Regions from separate parts of the Oryctolagus cuniculus genome. Here region 1 is linked to region 2. A link is a contact called in public Hi-C data. All regions are on one chromosome and are shown on one strand. Each heading gives the region's core, a stretch centred on a gene start, on an enhancer-like site or on the middle of the called end of the contact. The rest is flanking DNA. Distances are from core to core; before and after follow the strand shown.

Region 1 (2,700 bases), core at 106-2,605, 400 kb after region 2:
ATTCCTAAATCCAAAAGAAATGAAGACATAATATCACATAAAAACTTACATGCAACTGTTTGTAGCCCCATTATTGTTAATAGCCCAAACTAGAAATAATCCAAATGCCCATAAACTCATGTTTAGTTAAGCAAAATATAACTTATTCATACAATGGACTACCATCCAGCCATAAAAAGGAGCCAGTTACTGATAACATGGATAGCATTCATGGATACATGAATACATAGGATAACATTAAAAGACATGCTAACTTGAAAAAGTTGGACACAAAATATTTTTCATATGATTTCATTAACAACTTTTTTTTTTTTTAGAAAAAGCAAAAGTATGAGACAGAAGGCAGATACTGGAGTGGGGGCGGCAATGGGGATTGACTGTGTAAGGGCAGAAGGAAAGCTTTTGGGGGATTAGAATTTTCTTTTTAAAGATTTATTTATTTATTTGCAAGGCAGAGTGACACACAGAGGAAGAGACAAAGAGAAAGAGATCTTCCATCCACTGGTTCATTCCCCAAATGGCCTCAACAGCTGGGACTGTGCCAGGATGAAGCCAGGAGCCAGGAACTTTGTTCAGGTCTCCCATATGTGTGCAGGGGCCCATGAACTTATGCCATCTTCTGTTTTCCCAGCCACATGAGCATGTACAGTTTGAATTTTTAAGTAAATGTATACAGTTGTACAATCATCACAATTATCATAATCAAATTTTAAAAATACTTCCAGGGGCCAGGGTTGTGGCACAATAGGTTAAGCCACTGCTTGGGACACCTGTGTCCCATATTGGAGGACCTGTGATTGATTCCTGCCTCTGCATCTGCTTTGAATTCAGCTTCTTGCCAGTGTGCCCGGGGGGCAGCAGATGATGGCTCAAGAACTCAGTCTTTGCCACCCACATAGAAGACCTGGATGGAGTTCCTGGCCCCTAGCTTTGACCTGGCCCAGTCCTGGTCCTTGCAAGTATTTGGGGAGTTAACCAGTAGATGGAAGAGCTTTCTATTTCTTTCTCTTTCTCATTCTGCCTTTCAAATTGTTTTTAAAATATTCAGTTTTGCCCTCTGTGTAATGGGGCTAATAGTAAATCTCAATGTAGTTCTGAGCACTGCAGGTGATATTTATAAAGTGCTTAGCCCAAAGTCTGCTAACATAATTGGTGCCTGCTGAGGGAAAATTCTGAACCAATTGCTTCTACAGAAATGTCAGGACTTGGTTGTAGCTGTGGAATTGTGGGCTGTCTGGGTGTATTGTAGCAGAATCACAAGGCTCTCGAATGATCTGATGCAGCAGCTTTATTAATGGAAAAGGCTGGGGCCATGGGCCAAAAGCCTTGGTTTCCAGTTCTGGTTCTGCCACAATCCTATGACTATGTGACTGTAACTTCTCCTGGTACCTAAGATATGCCCTGCCTCCCAAAAGGGGTCGTTGGGAAGCTTCAGCAGTCGGAGCTCAGTACCAACATTCAAAGCATCTTGTGCAAAACAATGATGACACTCAGCACAGGGCGGGGGCTGGGGCCCAGTGTGGGAGGGAGAAAACCTGGCCAAGGTCACTGAGCTTGTGGGCTGGCATAGGTGAAACGGGAGCCTAGCAGGAGGCCATGGAAATTTTCATAAACCCAAACAGGCATTTAGAGCTGAACTGGAAAGTTGTGGACACAGGATGTTGCTGCAAATGGTGCTGGGCAGGGCTGCTACCTGAGGTTTTGGCAGGCTCACCCTCTGCCAGTTGATTGCAGAAGGATGTTGGGTCATCAGGAAATGGGGATTTGAACCAATCCCACAGGAAGGTGTGAACAACAACAGAAGCAACAGACAAAAACAGCCAGGCCAGCTCTCATTGGTGGTAGCAGGAGGCAGGGAGAGGAGCGTTGGATTGGAAGGCACGTGAATTCTCACTTTCTTCCACTTTAGAAACTTCCAGGGAGGAGCCCAGCTGGCAGTCCAAGATGGCATTGTGATAGATCCTGCCACCTGCCTCCACCTCCTCCGTTAAGGCCCCCTGGGGGAGGAGAGGCCAGGTCACAGCTTGAGACTCACCCCATTAAGGAAGCTGGCAGAGCTTCACCTCACAGTTTGGAGTGGATACTTTTTATTTTTTTTTCCTTTGGATGCCCAATAGACATCCTGACTTTTTTTAAGTAAAACTACTTGGCTTATCTCAGGGGAGGGAGGACATGCTTTCCCCCATAGTACGTGCAGTCCTGGTGGGGCCATCAATACAGGCATGCTGCCCTCCTCTGGCCAATGAAACTGTCCTGGACTCGAGTGACGGGTGAAAACAGGGAAAGCCTGCTGAAGACCTGGCTCCAGGGCCCTCGCTCAGTCTTCACGTCCACCATTTGAATCCCAGCTCTGCCCCAGTGTCTTAGCTGTTTTCCTGTTCTGTGAACCCCCGATAGCATTCCATTAAATTCTGTTTTGCAGGGCCTGTGTTGTGGTATAGCAGATAAAGTCACTGCCTGTGATGCCAGCATCCCCTAGGGGCACCGGTTCTAGTCCTTGGTGCTCTGCTTCCGATCCAGCTCCCTGCTAATGTGCTTGGCAAAGCAGCAGAGAATGGCCCAAGTCCTTGGACCCTTGCACTCACAAGGGAGACCTGGATGAAGCTCCTTGCTCCTGGCTGCAGTGTAGCCTAGCCTTGGCCTTCTCTCTGTAACTCTGCCTGTCAAATAAATAATTTTTAACAATTCTGTATTTTGCTA
Region 2 (2,700 bases), core at 75-2,574:
CAACAGACCGCAATCCAAACCCAAGAGCAAAAGTGAAAGAATGAGTTTATTGTAAAATTAGGATGTTTAGGAAAGAATTTGATCATGCAAGCACAGACGTGCCATTAAATAATTTAGGGGTCTGGCACTGTGGTGCATGTTAAACCTCTGCCTGTGATACATCCCAATGGGCACTTGTTTGAGTCCCAGCTGCTTCACTTCCAGTCTAGCTTCCTGTTAATTGCCTGGGAAAGCAATGGGAGATGGCCCAAGTGCTTGGGCCCCTGCACCCATGTAGGAGACCTGGAAGAAGCTCCTGGTTCCTGACTTTGGCCTGGCCCCTGCCATTGCTATTATGGCTATTTGGGGAGTGAACCCACAATGGAAGATCTTTCTCCATGTCTCTTCCTTCTCTTTGTAACTCTGCCTTTCAAATAAATAAATAAATCATTAAAAAATAAATTGATAAGTAATCTACAGCAGAATAATATGTCTTAATTATATTGACTAAATAAATTGCCTAGTCTGCCTCACATCTTTATTTGGATGTCGTTGCTAAAGGACAATGTTGCTACATTTACATTCTGCTTAGTTAAATAGGAGTGATATATGTAAGATACTGAAGTTCTCAGGATAGAACTTAGTCAATATTTTGAAGGTATTACAGAAAAAGTTAAATTCCATAAGGTGATTATTCTTAGCTACTGTCCTCAATCATATCTACAAAGTCCATTTTCGTTCAACAGGGTTTTAGAGATGCACTGGCATGTGTTCAACTCACTATAGAGACAAAAGCCCCCATCATTGTACTATTTCATCTCTAGGATTGCAAATCGATGACATATTAATTAATTGGCTAATGTTTGGACTTGATGCCTTCCAGATGAGATGCTTATGCAATATCCTGGTGATTTACGAAGACATCCTAGTGTTGTCAGTGATTAAGGTTTCAAATTTTGGGTGTGTCACTCTTGGAAAGCTATCTTCAGATGGCTCCTCTAATTTGTTTTTGTGTTTCCATTGGAATGGGCGACTTTTTTTTTCTTTTTTCTAACTTCTTTCTCACATTCTCTGACTATGCCCTATTCGGAGTGTAATCCTATGTGCTAGTTTCTGGGGTATCTTACTATATATACTTATTTATAAACATAAATACATATGAACTTCTATATTCTTTCCATGTGGATTTCTTTTGGGTTTTAGAAAAGGTGTTTTATGGAGCTTATGTAAGTATTTTCCTTTTTGCCCTCCCTGAGCCTGAGCGCAAGCTTGCCCTCCCTCGCTCCTGAGTTTGGAACAAGGCCAAAATGAAAGCCGAGATCTCACCTGCAGAGTGAGTGAGTCTCAGCAGGAACCTTCTAATCTGAGAAGCATCGGTATTCTACTCACACAATGCCTAACGCTGGCGAGTGAACCAGGAGTTTACAAGTCTTTTTCAGCAATGGACTCGACAAAATAGATAGTTTTCCTTTCTGAATTTTTTTTTCATTTTCAAAACAGCATGTTTTTCTTTAAAAATACGATTGTTTCAGTTAGAAAAAACAGTCTCAGCCAACAATAGTAATTTGCTAATGCAAATAATTCTAATGTTGTCCTCTTCTTTTAAGTATCAGGGAAATTGATTGCAGAAATTGTTCTTATTTTGAAACTGGCAAAATTTTATGAAGAACTCGGGCTATTATATATTAATTGCCTGATTTGCTTTCTTAATGTAGAGAAGATGTATCCTTTGTTACTTTCTCATGTGACTGTGCAGGACTGTTATTTACTAGTGGTCTGATTTGCGTTTTCAATATGGAAAGGTCATTTTCTCTTTCTCCATGTAACTATGCACATACTCTACTGCTTAGGATGCAAAACGCAGAAGGAAGAGGACAGCTCAGCTGACTTTCTGGCAGATGTTCACCACATGTGGAGTTAGCTAGCAAGGAGCAGAAGCCTGGGTCAAGAATGGCCCACTCCTATTCCTTTCTGAAACATTTTTCATGTGGTTTCATGAAATCGATGTGTATTTTAATAGCCTTCTTGAAGACCAAGCTGAAGTCTTTGTTTTCAGGCAACTCAACTCAAGCTGTCTGTGGGCAGCTATTGTTTCTACCTGCTCACTCTACCATGCTTTTGTCAGACAAAAAAATCCTGATTTGCTTTTGGAAAATCACTCCTCCTCCAGCCATGTGGTCTTATTGATAGGACCTCAGTGCCACACTAGTAAGGCTCTTCCTTTTATTATAACAGGTTTTAAATTTATTTTATTTAATTGAAAGACACACACACACACACACACACACATACACAGATCTCTCATCTACTGGTTCACTACCTGAGAGCTCTCAACAGTCAGGGCTAGAACATGCTGAAACCAGGAGCCAGTAACTCAGTCTAGTTCTCCAACATGGCTGACAGGGACCTGAATACTTGAGCCATCGCCTGCTGCTTCCCAGAATGCATTAGCAGGAAGCTGGTTTTGAAGCAAAGAAGCCAGGACTTAACTGCACTTTGATCTAGGACGTGGCCATCCCAAGTGAGCTCCTAACCACCGTGCCCTAAGTCTTGTTTCTCTAGGGCTTACAGATATTAGGAAGAAGAGGAGGTTTGCTTTGTTTTCTCTTGTTTTTGTTCCTTAAGCTGAAAGGACCACATACGCCTGAAGCTGCCCTTGATCCTAACGTGGGCACCCATGGAAGAAGCTATCTGGCACATGCTGTCAACATACAGAGGGAA

What was found. A called contact is a pair of places that touch in the nucleus more often than the background predicts.
Region 1: a contact with region 2 is called in a Hi-C map of liver, with 8 times the contacts expected there. The contact joins two enhancer-like sites. A contact is called at or near these places in 3 of 6 Hi-C or Micro-C datasets (ear pinna, liver and an unstated tissue).

The regions. Positions count from the first base shown.
Region 1 is chr7:79,076,121-79,078,820 of mOryCun1.1, forward strand. All of the region lies in intron 1 of LOC138850606 (a long non-coding RNA gene), which reads left to right. Among named protein-coding and RNA genes, the nearest start is that of CDC7, 44 kb to the right of the region's middle. Within about 2 kb of position 1,356, at least 2 of the 8 cell types and tissues checked have an H3K27ac peak or open chromatin away from gene starts, as enhancers often do. A contact at or near this core is called in ear pinna, where this site is marked.
Region 2 is chr7:78,679,592-78,682,291 of mOryCun1.1, forward strand. All of the region lies in intron 5 of LOC138850605 (a long non-coding RNA gene), which reads left to right. Among named protein-coding and RNA genes, the nearest start is that of TGFBR3, 31 kb to the right of the region's middle. Within about 2 kb of position 1,325, at least 1 of the 8 cell types and tissues checked has an H3K27ac peak or open chromatin away from gene starts, as enhancers often do. A contact at or near this core is called in ear pinna, where this site is marked.